5 separate regions of the Mus musculus genome follow, and regions 1, 3, 4 and 5 are each linked to region 2. Evidence: chromatin contacts called from public promoter capture Hi-C data. All regions are on one chromosome and are shown on one strand. The core of a region is the stretch at or near the end of the contact, and the rest is flanking DNA. Distances in the headings are between cores, read along the strand shown. Region 1 overlaps Nsmce1 (NSE1 homolog, SMC5-SMC6 complex component). Region 2 holds the start of Lcmt1 (leucine carboxyl methyltransferase 1). Region 3 holds the start of Nsmce1 (NSE1 homolog, SMC5-SMC6 complex component). Region 4 overlaps Gm30717 (a long non-coding RNA gene). Region 5 has its middle 3.8 kb from the start of Gm30560.

Evidence for each region. Promoter capture Hi-C pulls out the DNA fragments that hold promoters and counts their contacts. Capture Hi-C pulls out chosen DNA fragments and counts their contacts.
Region 1: a promoter capture Hi-C map of pre-B cells shows a contact between it and region 2, with 4 times the contacts expected there. The contact joins the enhancer-like site here to the promoter of Lcmt1 in region 2. A contact is called at or near these places in 11 of 39 promoter capture datasets (the 3T3-L1 cell line, the C10 cell line, embryonic stem cells and 5 more), 1 of 15 datasets of contacts at CTCF or cohesin (large pre-B cells) and 1 of 484 Hi-C or Micro-C datasets (B cells).
Region 3: a promoter capture Hi-C map of adipose tissue shows a contact between it and region 2, with 4 times the contacts expected there. The contact joins the promoter of Nsmce1 here to the promoter of Lcmt1 in region 2. A contact is called at or near these places in 4 of 39 promoter capture datasets (the 3T3-L1 cell line, erythroid cells and pre-B cells), 1 of 484 Hi-C or Micro-C datasets (B cells), 4 of 115 datasets of contacts at active chromatin or transcription factors (astrocytes, embryonic stem cells and large pre-B cells) and 1 of 9 other capture datasets (adipose tissue).
Region 4: a promoter capture Hi-C map of hippocampal neurons shows a contact between it and region 2, with 6 times the contacts expected there. The contact joins the enhancer-like site here to the promoter of Lcmt1 in region 2. A contact is called at or near these places in 9 of 39 promoter capture datasets (the 3T3-L1 cell line, cranial neural crest, embryonic stem cells and 4 more), 1 of 115 datasets of contacts at active chromatin or transcription factors (embryonic forebrain) and 1 of 9 other capture datasets (adipose tissue).
Region 5: a promoter capture Hi-C map of hippocampal neurons shows a contact between it and region 2, with 3 times the contacts expected there. The contact joins the enhancer-like site here to the promoter of Lcmt1 in region 2. A contact is called at or near these places in 6 of 39 promoter capture datasets (the 3T3-L1 cell line, hippocampal neurons, liver and 2 more) and 2 of 115 datasets of contacts at active chromatin or transcription factors (astrocytes and large pre-B cells).

The regions. Positions count from the first base shown.
Region 1 is chr7:125,470,633-125,473,441 of GRCm38.p6, forward strand. Nsmce1 (NSE1 homolog, SMC5-SMC6 complex component) reads right to left here. Exons shown (of 8, transcript NM_026330.4): 3 at 1,476-1,597; 4 at 1,243-1,320; 5 at 481-627. Among named protein-coding and RNA genes, the nearest start is that of Nsmce1, 19 kb to the right of the region's middle. Within about 2 kb of position 1,474, at least 173 of the 459 cell types and tissues checked have an H3K27ac peak or open chromatin away from gene starts, as enhancers often do. A contact at or near this core is called in B cells, liver and pre-B cells, where this site is marked.
Region 2 is chr7:123,376,543-123,379,242 of GRCm38.p6, forward strand. Lcmt1 (leucine carboxyl methyltransferase 1) reads left to right here and starts at 1,440. Exons shown (of 11, transcript NM_025304.3): 1 at 1,440-1,713. The coding sequence starts at 1,607.
Region 3 is chr7:125,489,980-125,492,718 of GRCm38.p6, forward strand. Nsmce1 (NSE1 homolog, SMC5-SMC6 complex component) reads right to left here and starts at 1,464. Exons shown (of 8, transcript NM_026330.4): 1 at 1,434-1,464.
Region 4 is chr7:125,422,852-125,425,551 of GRCm38.p6, forward strand. The region is part of intron 1 of Gm30717 (a long non-coding RNA gene); the gene reads right to left. Among named protein-coding and RNA genes, the nearest start is that of Gm30717, 4.7 kb to the right of the region's middle. Within about 2 kb of position 1,335, at least 31 of the 459 cell types and tissues checked have an H3K27ac peak or open chromatin away from gene starts, as enhancers often do.
Region 5 is chr7:125,392,878-125,395,577 of GRCm38.p6, forward strand. No RefSeq gene overlaps it. Among named protein-coding and RNA genes, the nearest start is that of Gm30560, 3.8 kb to the right of the region's middle. Within about 2 kb of position 1,329, at least 133 of the 459 cell types and tissues checked have an H3K27ac peak or open chromatin away from gene starts, as enhancers often do. A contact at or near this core is called in hippocampal neurons, where this site is marked.

The sequences.
Region 1 (2,809 bases), core at 224-2,723, 2.1 Mb after region 2:
TAAACCCTTGCAGCCAAAAAAAAAAAAAAAAAAAGCTGAGCAGTGGTGGCACACACCTTTAATCCCAGCATTCTTTGGGAGGCAGAGGCAGGCAGAATTCTTAGTTCGAGGCCAGCCCGGTCTACAGAGTAAGTTCCAGAACAGCCAGGGCTACACAGAGAAACCCTGCCTTGAAAAAAAAACAAAACAAAACAAACAAACAACAAAAAAGAAAACGCTTGCAGCAGCTCCAAGCTGTCTACAGAAGGGACAGCCAGCAACTTCATTCTGAAAGGCATCTGATAAGCCTTCCATTGATTCCAGCCTCTTCCACTTGTGGCTGCAGCACTTAAGACAGACCATGTGAAAGTCAGGGAACACAGGCTCTCCTCTCAGAGGTCATGGAAAGCTTACAATAGAGAAGGGCCCACAGACAGGCCGGGCTCAACTGCTAGCACACAGACTGTGCACTCCTGAGTGAACGGGGAGGCCCCAGGGTACCTCAATCAACCACTTGCTCTGCACAAACTTCTGCAGCACCTGCTCGGCCTCCTTCTTCCTCATCTTTTTCCCTTTGAGTTGATCAACTAGGTTCAAAATGTTTGTAGAAGAAGCAAAGCCAGTTTCTGAGTCAACGATCAGTTCCAGCTGCAAGAGAAAGAGGTGCCTTATTCATCTATTTGAATAACAAACTCGACACCTAAGCCTCCAGCCAGCCCTGGTAGGAGAAGCTGCATGGACCCACACCAGGCACATCCCTACGACAGGTGCTAGGTATCCAATGTGCACACAGGTTGTGGCCCTTGTCCTAGCTTTATTCTCCACACACTGTAGACAGCCTAGGAGCACCACAAAATGGTTAAACTAGAAAGTCTACCTGCCTCGATGGGCCCAGTCAAGCTGAAACTGGAGAGGGGCGCTCCTTTCCCACCTTCCCCAGAGCTGCTATGTGCTCCCAGGACTCAGAACGTCTTAGCCAGGTGTGTGGCACATGGGCTGAGCACACTGCTACAAAGCTTGGACAAACCGTCCAGTGAGCGCCTCATTAAAGTGCAGGGCTGGGTTTGGAGCATTCTGGGCCAGGGACTGGGACCCATGCACTCCCACGAGTTCTCAGGTGCTCTGTTTGACAGGTAGCTTAAGGCCTGTCACTCCCTGTGAGACCCAGGAAGCTGGGAAGCATGACAGTGGCCTCCACAATTGCCGTTTCTATTTCCTCCCGTTAGAAACGCTGCATATGGTAGCAATGAGTACTGTACTCACAGCCTTTCTAAACAGATCCAGCTCGTTCTCTGCAAAATCCGTAGCCATTTTGGAAACTGAAGTTGTAGCAAGATTCACCTAAAAATAAACCACATAAGGATCAGGCCACGTGTCCACCACAAAGCTGATCACTTTCTCACCCCTCTCTCAGAAGCATGGGTCCCGCACGAGCCACTGCAGAGCCCTCTGAGCCAGTTTCTCAAAATGCCACTAGAGGGCGCTGCCTCGCATACCAGTGCATAAATGGGTCTCCCATCATCTTCCGTGACTCCTTTCTTTATCTCAATATACAGAGACTCCAGGACACTGTTGATGTTGTTGATGAAGTCCTCCAGCTTATCTACAGTCGCATTTCCTGGAAATAAGCAGGCAGGGATGGGAGTGGATTCGTCGAAAAAGCACACACAGCCTGTTTCAATCTCTGGCCCCTGACCACACTAGCAGCCCCAACAGAAATGTTTTGGCTTTCTTGGGCCAATGCCAATATTGTGGTTTCTTTCTTCCCGGAGTGCTCAAAGATAAGCTGAGACAGATGGTGTAGTGAGGCAGAAAGGCGGACAAGATTGTTATCTCAGACCACTGAGACAGTAGCCTTCCTTCCTCTTCCCCAAGGCTTCATGCTGCACCAGTGGCCCTCCACAGCTCCCTCCTCCTAGAAAGCTAGCCAGGACACATCTGAAGGCCTTGGGCCAGCCCAGGCCTGAGCCACAACAGGGTAAGTGAGGCACTCACAGCAGAAGAGGCCCTGTTCTAAGCATAATCCAAGCAGCTATTGCCCAAGTGTCCTCCCACTGGCCCTTCTCGGGCCCTGGCAGCTCTGAGCACAGGCAGAGACGGTGTGAACTGTGGGAGCCTGGCTCTAGCGGAAGCTCCTGCTATGCCACCATCAGGAGGCCACCAGCCATCAGGAGGCCACCAACAGGGACCTTTTTGAGAGCCATGAGTCTGAGGAGGGGAAAAGGTCCAGAAGCAGGGGGCTTGGGTGAACAGATACTAACAGCTGGTGAGAAAGACCAGGAAAGGATGCAAAGGGAGAGGGCATGTGTTACACATCCCAGCTTGGAGAGTCAGCCCCTCTGTCGGCTACAGAACCTGCTCTAACACAGTGAAGGCATACGGCCAGCTTCATACACTAGAATTACCGATCTGCAGTGTGATACTTTCAAGACCAGAGTATACCTGTTTTCACTTATTAAAATAATGTCAAAGGATTTATACTTTAGAGTTACTTTGGGAAGCCCAGCAGTGGTAGCTCACGCCTTTTAACGCCAGCACTCGGGAGGCACAGGTAGGCCTCAGAGTTTAACAGGCAGCCTGGTCTGCAGACTGAGTTTAGGGACAGCCAGGGCGACACAGAGAAACCCTGTCATGAAAAAAAACAAAACAAAACAAAAAAAAAACAAGCAAAAAAAAATTTTAAATAAAGAAAAAAAAACAAAAAACAGAACCACTGAGAAAAAAACTGCAGGAAAAACAAAAACAGAAACAGACACCATGCCACCATTTATGTTACTAAGCTTACTAAGGCTTGCACTAGAAAGAAGACTCATCTAAAGGGTCAGTCTCA
Region 2 (2,700 bases), core at 190-2,689:
AACTCCAGTTATTCCTTTCGCCATCTCTCCCTGAAGTATCAGTGGTTACTTGTGTCTCCAGTGAATAATAAATAAAACAAAATATATGAACATATATAGGTTGATTTGCTGTTTTCTTTTTTAAGGAATTGAGTCAGTATGTAGCTCAGTTGGTAGAATATTTTCTAGATTGCACTAAACTCAGGGTTTGAGCCTCAATAGTGTACAAATTACATGTGGTTACACATACCTACAATCCCAGCACTGGAGACGTGTAGGCACCAGAAGTTCAAGGTCATTGAATTAGAAGTTCAAGGTCATTTTTGGCTACACAGTGAGTTAAAGGCCAGGCTTCATTATAGGAGAACTCATCTAGTTTTTCTTTTTTTAATTTGAAATATAGTCTTGCTATATTATCCAGGCTGACCTCCAACACTAGGCTCAAAGGATCCTATTGCTCTCGCTTCCCAAACATTCTCTCTCTCTCTTCCTCTCTCTCTCTCTCTCTCTCTCTCTCTCTCTCTCTCTCTGTGTGTGTGTGTGTGTGTGTGTGTGTGTGTTTCTGAGCTCAGATCCAAAAACCCTGGAAAGGGTGGGCAAGTGTTTATCACTGCCCTATCGCCACAGAATTTTTATGGGTATGATTTAGACTTCTTAAAGCTAGAGCTTATCCCTTCCTCTCTCCCAAACAACAAACAAAATAGAAAATAACCCTTCAATTTTATTTAGAGTTTTATAGTGATCCATTATGGAATACCTGTAAAGTACACTGCACACGCACAATTATGAAACATATTTACTCATTTGAGAAACTGTCCTCCCTCTGTCCTTTCACTGGTTTCTCTTCCCCCACCTTCCCCATTCATGTCACCTAAACCTTGATTTCTATTCACTTGTTCCTCAGTCCCGCAGACTATTTTGATTACATCTGTTGATTCTGAAACAGAGTTCAAGAAATTTTGTAGCCCCATCCCCAATTTACTCTCATGGTTACAAAGTTTTCCATTTTGTTCTTCACAACTCTCTCTTTCACAACTTTTTCCCCCTTTTCTTTCTGAGAACCCTACTCCCAGGCGAGCGCTCTGAGCTATGTTCCTAGTCACTTCCTAACATCTCAAAGGCATTGATTAGCACAGGACCTGACACAGTGTTGACTCCCCGACTAGAAGTTTGTTACAGTGTTGAATGATCTAAATGGAGACAGAAAGTTAATACATTAAACTTGCTTCTTTTGGGTGGACTCTCTGCCCTTCAGCCCTGAATTGACTGTGTTTGTAAGTTACTGAGCGACAAGAAGCCACTAAGACTACATTTCCCAAAAAGGATTGCGGCGCCACCAGCATGTCCGGGCTCTCTAGAAACTTCCGGGTTGTGCGGGCGGAGCCTAAAGAATCCTCCAATGGTCTGACTGGACGAGGAACTTGGTCCGACAAACGTCATGTCCCGGGAGCCAGTCAGCTGAAAGGTGGGTGGGCGGTGCGGGGGCGGCGTCACTGAGCAGCGCCCGCCTATCGCGCCTTATCTTTGCAGCTTTAGTCGGTGCCTGTTTCTTGCCTCTTTCCCCCACTGCTCGTTTCCCCGTTTCCATGTCCCTGGTGGGTGCCGCACCCCAGAACATCCCACGCACATGGCCTCCAGCTCGAGGGAGTCCTCGTTCTCTTCCTGCTCGTCGAGCTGTGACTTGGACGACGAGGGAGTGCGCGGCACCTGCGAAGATGCTTCTCTCTGCAAGAGGTGCCTGGGGGCGCTGGGTTTGGGATGGGAGCTGGTGTCCCGAGCCTAGGTGGCTAGAGGGCCACTGACCAAGGCATACGCTAGGACACTGGGAAGGGGCTGTCGCACTCATCTGGAGCGGCCCTGGCTTCACACCTGGGAAGTGCACGGAGCAGGGAGAGGTTCATTTAAGTCACAATTAACGAGTGTGTGTGAACCCGGGGTACCACGACTGGGAGTAAGGCTCTGAACAAAGCTTGCAAGATCTTAGCCTTCAGGAAAGACAGGGTGTGTTGCAAGTAATAACTACAGCTTTGCTGGGTTAGAAAAGGAACTTTGCTTGGTAGGTTACAATCCTGTTGAAATTGGTCATTATTCCCCATTGTGCAGCTGAAGCTCAAGTCTATGAGGGAGGGGTAGATTGCAGGTCCCAGCACCCGCAGTGTTTGTAGAATCAGCACTATACATAGGTCACAGTATTTATGGAGTTGTAGTAGGTGGTGGTGGTGGGTCTTGTCAGTGCACAAGAAAACATAAAGCTTGCATGTCCTTCATTCCTGCAACAAAGCTATTGAGACAGTACACTGTGCCTTACTTTGAGCTAATTGGTAGGGTTTGCTTTCAGTGATTGCAAATACTTAAAGGAGCAAAACAGACATGGTGTTGACATACTAGACTCACAGCCTCGTTGGGAGGAGCAGTAAACTCATACTTTAGTGTTGGGCTCTTGGAGATGTCTTTAGAGTTTGAAATTTATCCAGGGATGTTTAAACTGGCAAGAAAAAGCCTGAGACAGGGAAGTAGGACAATGTTCAGAACTAGGGACGAGTGTGGGCTTTGGAACAATTAGGACAATGCCCTGGAGAGAGGCGTGGGCTGGGGGCCAGAGAGGTGTTATAGTGTGGGGAATACAAGTTTTGGAATGAAGTGTTGCACTCTTTGTAGGGTCTTAGAAACTAAGCAATGGGATTTAAAGCATCAGTCCTGGAGCCAGACTGCCTAAGCTAT
Region 3 (2,739 bases), core at 214-2,713, 2.1 Mb after region 2:
AAAGAACTGTACACAGCGATCATGGCAGGGCCATAGCAACTCAGTGAGGCCTATCAACAGCAAGGAAAACAGAATTCAGAGTAGTGGGAAACTTTGTAGAGGAGATTCAATGGGGGGCTGGGGGTATGGAATAATACGTTTCTTAATCTGGTGGTGCTACACCTGAGGTGTTCATTTTATCTTCATAAGTATGTTACAAAACAAAAATACTTAAAGACAACTTAAATATTAATTAGAGAAGAGTGGTACAGAAAAAGTTCAAATGGTGTGATGTGGGGAAAGGGGTCAGAAAATGGGTGTGGAACCGATCACAGGAGCCATGCTTGTTTGTGGCTAGGATGGCAACTATCTGCAATGAGGGACTCTGCAGAGAGGATTAACCATAGATAGGTGCAGCCCACTCAAAGGACTTTAAAACCAAGGCGTTTACAGAATAAGCAATGCTTGGGTACAGCATGGGTGGCCTGTGCTAGGCAGTGTTAATCCGCTGATGGCACAGCCTGGTTTGAAACGCACCAGAACCTCATGAGGAACAGTGTTCCCCAGGAGGGAGCTGGGGCTACAAAGGTACACAAGTGATGGCGATAGTGACGGACAGTACTGCAAAAGCAGTTTCTTTTAAGGCACTGCCAGTCCCAACCGTGGTTGCTGGGCAGTGGTGGTGTACACCTTTAATCTCATCACATGGGAGATAGAGGCAGGCAGATCTGAGTTCAAGGCCAACCTAATTTACAGAGTGAATTCCAGGACAACCACGGCAATAAAGAGAAAACCTGTCTAGAAAACATAACCACAGATGATTAGATAGATTGCTTAGATAGGTAGGTAGATGATAGGCAGACAGACAGAACAAACCATGATCTAGGTTCCTTCTCTAGACTTCTCCAGTCTTGGTCTGGGTTAGAGGTGTTATTTATGGTTATCAGTACGAAATGCAACAAAACACAGAGCACAGGAATCCTATACTTTTCCAAAATCGGACAAACGGATGATTCTGAACACATTTAGCCTCAGGCTTTCAAATGCTGGCTCCACAAACAAAACAAAAAGGGGGGGGGGGAGTGGGGAGGCGGGGCACGCAAGGGGAGGGTGTGGTCGTTTTGAACAGAAGGGTACAAGTGGCTGTCACCAAACAGTGTCAGTGACAAGGCACACTTTCTCCGCCTGACCCATCAGGCGATCGGGAGTCAGGAGCTACAGGAGTTCCAGGTCAGCCTAGGCTACATGGTGAGAGCATGTCTCGAAAAGACAATTTTTTAAAATTTAAATTAACAAATAAACAACTTATGTTGTTATAGAGCTGTTCCAACCCCTGCCTTTTGCGGGCTTCAATATCTCGTCAGCGCCAAAGCCCGCGCCGACCCCATGGTCGATCCCGTTGCCCACAGATGCCCGCTCTGGTCCCCGCAGCACCCCAAAGCCTTCATACGTACCGCAAACCAGCGAGATCACGCCGGAAGCCATATCGGAGCCCGCCTCCAGGGCGGAGAGATCGCCAGACTGGAGCTCCTACTGGTGGGCTACGCGCATTCTCCCGCTCACCAGCGGAGTACTTCCGTTTTCCCCGCCCGCTCTGTTGCTATGGCGCCTTGGCACCTGTGAGCCGCCTTCTGAGCTACGCGGTTTCCCGCGCGGTTTTCGTACTTCCCGGAACGGCTTCCGCCGCCCCCGCCTCTCGCTCGCTGGAGGAGAACCCACGGCGGGACGATCCACGGCCCACGGCCTGTGTCGTAGTAAAACTACTGCAGGCTTTAGACTGGAGACGAAGAATGGCTTTTGTTTTCCTGTGGCCTGAGCTAGAAACTTGGCTCTGCCGCTACTGGTTGAGCGGTGACCTTTCATGGAGCTACTAAGTGGAGTTAAAACAGCCGGTTCTGGGGTCCGCGAGCGTAATCTGTAAAGTGCTTGCTGCCCAGGCAAAGAGAGACCTTGTATCAAAAAACAAAGTGGAGGCCTTCCGAGGAACCACATCTTGCGTAGACCTCTGGCACACACACACAGAGGAAAAAGCATAAGAGACGATCTCACACACACACACACACCAGTCCTGAATACGAGATTTAAAAGAACTAATTGTTCCTATGCAGCACACACACACAGAGGAAAAAGCATAAGAGACGATCACACACACACACAGAGGAAAAAGCATAAGAGACGATCACACACACACACCAGTCCTGAATAAGAGATTTAAAAGAACTAATTGTTCCTATGCAGGTGACCCCTCTGGCCTGCTCTCAGGGACCTAGCGGCTGCTTAAGTCTTCACCCAGGTGCGTGTTGTGGAGAAAAGGCCTCCACCCCAGCCATCCTAGGACTCTCTTCTCTGTCGCTCTGCCTTCTGTTTCTCTTTTGCTAGGCTCTTTTTCTCCGGGTCTCATGGCGACTTCTTTGGCCTCGTTCTCTGAGACCGTTGAAACTGCCCGAGAGTTGCTCCCGGTAAACCTGCTTTTATATTTTTAATTCAGCATGATCTGGCTTATTACGTCAGCGGAGACATTTACTACCTGGGGCAGAAACTTTTTACTAATGTGCAGGGAAAACTAGGACGGCCGCCGAGAAGTGTGGTGTGGTACTGCCTTAGCCACTCTCATCTAAGAATTGTGAGGCCTGATGAAATTGCCACAAGGGTAACTTCAAAGAAATCACTTCTGCCTGCTCAAGGCTTTTCCTTTCCGAGAATTCCAGATGCACGTCTCAGAGCTGGAAATGCAGCCTCGCCCAGGAAAAGTGACTAATT
Region 4 (2,700 bases), core at 85-2,584, 2.0 Mb after region 2:
AGAGAACTGGGAAGCAAGGAAGGCACTGCCCAGCCTGTGGGTTTAAGGAGGCCCTTGCTCTCAGTTCTGTAGGTGCATAGGGTCACTACTGAGCAGAAGGACCTCTTAAAGGGCCGTATCCTGAATATCTTCCCTCTTCTCTTCCTATTCCTGGTCCTGCTTTCTCACCAGACTTTCTGTCAGATCCCAACATATCTGAATCCTCTTAGAATTTGCTGGGCCGACGTTTGCCTGACTGCCTAATAGAATAATAGTGTAACAGGAAACATTTCCTTCAACCTAACCTCCTGCTAAGCACATGGTCATGTGACTTCCCATTTTACAACTTCTGAGGTATAGAGAGGTTAAGGGGCTGGCCCAAAGTCACACAGCAAGAAAGTAACAGATTTGAACCTGTCATCCCACTCCCTCTGTCAAGCCCTTCCAGGAAAAGTGCTGCCTGGCTGTAAGAGTCACAGGAAATGGGAACTGCAGTCACTAGATTAATAACTCACTAGTAGACCTCACGACCACTGAATCATCTTAGAACCTAGTTATCATTAGTAGCATCTGTGTCTGTTTTAATAATTTCATGATTGCTAAGAAAGACCTGGCCATCAAGCTGTCGCTCCAGGTCAGGTGACATGGCAGAGCTCATGTGACCCTCTGTACAACAGAATTAGATGGCATTATTGTTTTCTATTTTACAGGTGGGGAAACCAAGACACAGAAAGTGAAATAAGTTGCTCACGTCACACAGAGAAGCAGAGAGTAAATGAGAACTCAGTAAGGGGTAGAGATGTAGGAGGTTGGGAGGAGAGGACAGAACAGAGCTGACTACACACGCCCAACCCACCTACCAGGCTCTGGAAATGGATGAGACCCACTACCATTTGTGGTCAGGCGCTGACCCTGGCTCCTCTTTCCTCTCTGAATTCCATGAGAATAGCTGTTTTCCTCAGAATCCCTACCCACTCCCCCAGAGACAGCAGTCTTCCAACAATAAGAAGCAGATGTTCTCCTCTTTAGCTTTAAGCCAAGAGACAATTCATGAAGTTCCAAAAATCACGTAACATACCATAATAATCCCATGACATCACTCACACATAATAACTGTCAGGTCCCGACCCCCAGGATGGCAGTCCGGGCTCAGTTCCGGCTGCACCAGCACTCCTCTGAAACCGAGCAAAGTGGGTTTCTGTTTGCCAGGGAGAGCCATTGCTTTCTCTCTCTTACCTCTTTGCCAACCTCCTTAGGGTGCAGCTAGTTCTCTAGTCACCCCAACAAACCTCCAAAGACCAAAGCCTCCCCCCCCCTCACCGCTGCAGCATAACCCCTTTAACTGGCAGGGCTCCCACCATCCCCTGCCATCCTCTCTGCTCTTCTCCAGGACCAAGGTAACCAAAGACAGACACAAGATGTGGAAAGGAGGGAGGGAAGGGGATAGTCTCTCAGTGTCCCTGAGGCTGACTGAGGACAAGAGCAATGGGTAGGAGCTGGGTCCTGCAGCAGGGGCGGGGTGGGGCATGGACGGGCTCATATATTTGCAAGAGTGAAGCAATGATACCTGGAGTTCCCTGCAGTGTACAGTAGGTAAGAGGGACTATTGTTCATCTTTCTCATTGCTATGACCAAATACCCAACAGAAGCTGGTTATTGAAGGAAAAAGGATTTTTTTTTTTTTGGCTCATAGTTTCGGAGGGTTTGGACCATCATAGCAGAGAAGGTACGGTGGGGGCGCTCGGCTCACTGGCAGGGCTCCCATCATCCCCTGCCATCTTCTTTGTTCTTCTCCCTCCCTTTTCTCTCCGCCCCTCCCGGTTTCCCAAGAGGTAGTAGCTATGGCAGGCTCCGGAGAGTGCAGTTAGTTCTCCAACATGGTTGACAGGAAGTAGAGAATAAGAAAGGAAGTAGCCAGAGATAATATATGCCTAATGGCCCACCCCTGGTGACCCATTTCCTCCAGCTAGGTTCCATATTCTAAAGTTTCCAGAGCCTCCCAAAAGAACAGCACTGATTGGAGACCAAGTGGCCACCACGTGAGCTTGTGGAGAGCATTCCATGTGTGATCCACAGCAGGTGCTGAGCGTGAATCGTGGTCCTCCTCCTCAGTATGGGTTACAGTGTCCGCCTTTAAGAGGCTTGAGAACACGGAGAGCATCGTCTGTTGGCACGTGCCGGAAGCCTGTCATGTATAAGGACTCTGAGCTGCCTAGCCCAGTCTCTCAGCCTGCTGGACTCTCTCTTAGGCCACTCAAGACAAACAGAAGCACCTAATCCTGGGGACACTGGAGGAGGAAAGTCTGCCTGGAAGCACTTCTAGCTACCCGTGGTTACAGGGGTTCACAGAGAGTCTTTAAGTGAAGAAAAGGGAAAGAAAAGTCTCCACAAAATATCAGGTTGTGTGTAAAGCTCCGGTGGAGGAAAAATTAAGAGGAATCCAACATGTCCCTCAAGTCTATCCCAAACATCATTGCTACAGCTTTGTGGGTTTGGTTCTTAAATATGTTGTTTTGTTTGATTGCTTGATTAAGATTATTTATCTGTTTTTGCAGTAGTGAGAATTGAAGCCAGAGCCTTGTGCATGCTAGGCAAGCCCATGCTACTGAGCTACATCCACACCTGATATTTTATTTTTAAGATAGTCTCACTATGTAGCCCAAGCTTGCCTAGAGTTCCTGATCCTTCTAACTCAGCCTCTTGAGTGCTGTGATCTCATGT
Region 5 (2,700 bases), core at 79-2,578, 2.0 Mb after region 2:
GCCTTCCAGAGCACAGCCTTGCTGCTTGGTGCTGGCCTGGGGGTGGAGGAGATGAGACTGGAGCTAAACCTGCAAATTCCTGGAACAGGGTGGAAAGAGCGCAGCACTGAATCCGAATCCCAAGCAAATGGGTTCCCCTCACACCCTTTGTCAACACTCAAAATCATTTTCAGCCTCCAACTATAACTCTATGTTACAAGCTGTGCCTTAGGGGGAAAGGGGGGGGGGGCAGAGAGCGCAGGACTCCCAAAACTTAAAACTGTGTTTGTGGTGCTGGGGGGGGGGGGGGACGCCAGGGACTCCCACTTGGTCAACAGGTACTTTATCTACTATCCAACAACCTAGCCCAGAGCTCAGCAATGTTTTAAAGCTTTCTGGAGAGCTTAGGCACAGCTGGAGTCCGGATCCAGGGAGCCATGCACTGTCCCCTGTACACTGCGGACCCTCACCACACAGCCTCACGGAGCCGCGAAGGTTGGTCTAAGGCGCAGAAAAGCTGCCCACTACCCGAAGTCGACTGGCAGGAAATCTGAAGTTATTCAGGCCAAATCCAGAAAGAGAGGAGAGTAGGAGGGCAGAAAAGGCGGGAGCGCGAGAGCGAGCGGAAGGGTGCATGGGTAGGTGGAAGACACTGTGAAGAGATGTGCAGAGGGAATGGAGGAATGAAATCGGGAGAGGACGGGAGGGAGGGAGGGAGGGAGGGGAGAAGGAAGGGAAAGAGAAAGGGAGGGGAGCTGCACATAGGTTCGATGAAACAAAGGGAGAAAAGCCGAATAAATGAGTCACAGATGGGGTGGGAGGGAGGGAGAGGAGCGCGAGGCTCCGCGCTAGACCTGCTAGGGACTTAGGACGCCGCTGCAAGCGCGGGCTCTGGTCGCAGGCTCGCAAACCTGAGCACGCGCGCAGTCTCAACTCGTGGACGCCGCTCAGGCTCTAGCAGTCATAAGGCCTGGGTGCCCCCTAGCGGTCATATGTGGCACTGCAGCGGCGGTGTGGCGGGACCTTGCACTCTTCCCTAGGGATGTGCGCTGCACCGAGTTCCCGAAAACTCCTCCTTAAAAGCCACTTCCTTGCTCTCGCTACAAACCTTAGGACCTCCTGCCCTGGCATCCTCTGGAGAGCAGAAAGATAAGCGCTTCCTAACGCTCTTTTCTGAAAAGGCTTCCTATTCCCTTCCGTGAAAACGGATCAGTAAAGGTGGGGGGGAGAGAAAATGGTTTGAGTTAATTTAAACTGTGTCTGCCGCGGGCAGCAATCCAAGAAAGGGTTTCCTTTTTTTTTTTTTTTAAGTCCTGGTGGAAGCATCAAGGGAAGCTCTTTGCTGCAGCCCAGCGGCCAGATGGAGCCAGGTTAGTCCAATGTGGAGGCTGCGGGGAAGAAGTCTCAGGCAGCCAGGAAGCCTAGGCCTGGTGGTGCCAGAGAATCACTGGGAATGACAGTGCTCATACTCGCTTGCAAACCCAGCATTCAGAAAGCAGAAGCAGAAATAGAGCCACAAGTTCAAGGGCAGCCTGGCCTCAGGACACAGCAATACCAGACTGAGCACTTTCCCCTCCCAGGCTGTTTGCATAGGTGAGCTTATTTCATGGCCAGAATCTTTGACGTTAGTACTATGTGTCTCCGTGTCACAAGGAGGAACCAGAGACCCTCAGGAATTAAAGGCACCCAGCTAACAAGTGGGTATTAAGCTGCTGGACCTTGTAGAACTTCAGGCTTCGGCTCTGCCTCATGGACAAAGCATGTGGGAAGTGTCTGGAGGCTCTCTCCAAAGTGACCCTGCCAGTGAGTACCCCGGGATGACCCTGGCTGTGGGTGAGGCTGATGACATCACAGTCCCTCCCACCTGTCGTCTCCCTCTGTGCTCCTCCACATCAAGGGGCACAGCCTGCCACTGGCATGGAGTCCCCAGCTTCTTCATCCGTTCAGCAGAGTGTTCAGAGAGTGTCTCCTCCGTGCCAGGCTGTGCTAGAGAGCCAGGAGACCAGACCGTGGCAAACACTAACTAGTAACAACCTGTGATAAACAGATCAGCCAGCAAATGCACAGTGTGGCTGCACATTTGCATGTGACAAGATTATGTACTAAGAGATGGCCTGGCCTAGGGACACCGATGTAAAAGCTCTTATTGGAAGCCGCCTCGAACTCAGAAGTTTACAACTATGCCCCAGCTCCCCCGCCCCATCCCTGGCCCTTCTTCATACCTGGAGTCTTAGACAAGGAAGCTAGGAGAGAATGAGGACCATCCCTCAAGGCGTTTGAACTTGACCCTGGCTCTAGACGGGAGATCATAGTGACTGTACAGCTCTCTCAGTGCTCAGCGCTTGACTTTGTTTACATCCTCACCACTGATCTCTGCAGTAAGCTTTTGAGGTAGATGCTCTTGATAAACCTGTATTTCCAGGCTCTAAAACCAAGGTGAACAGCTCCGTGGGGCACCAAGATTTTAGGAGGAAAGGGTTTTGTGGCACACAGTTTCAGGGATTTCAGTCCATGGTCACCGGCTTGCTGGCACATTGTGGTGGGAACATGTGACAAAAGAGAACATCCAGGAAGCAAAAGACAGAGGCTGAAGGACTGGGAGCTCCAATATCTATTTAGAGGCCACACCCCCATGACTTACTTCATGTCACTGGGCCACCTTCTAAAATTTCCAGCACCACTCACAGGCTGGGGACCAAGCCTCCAAATCCAGCTTCCAGC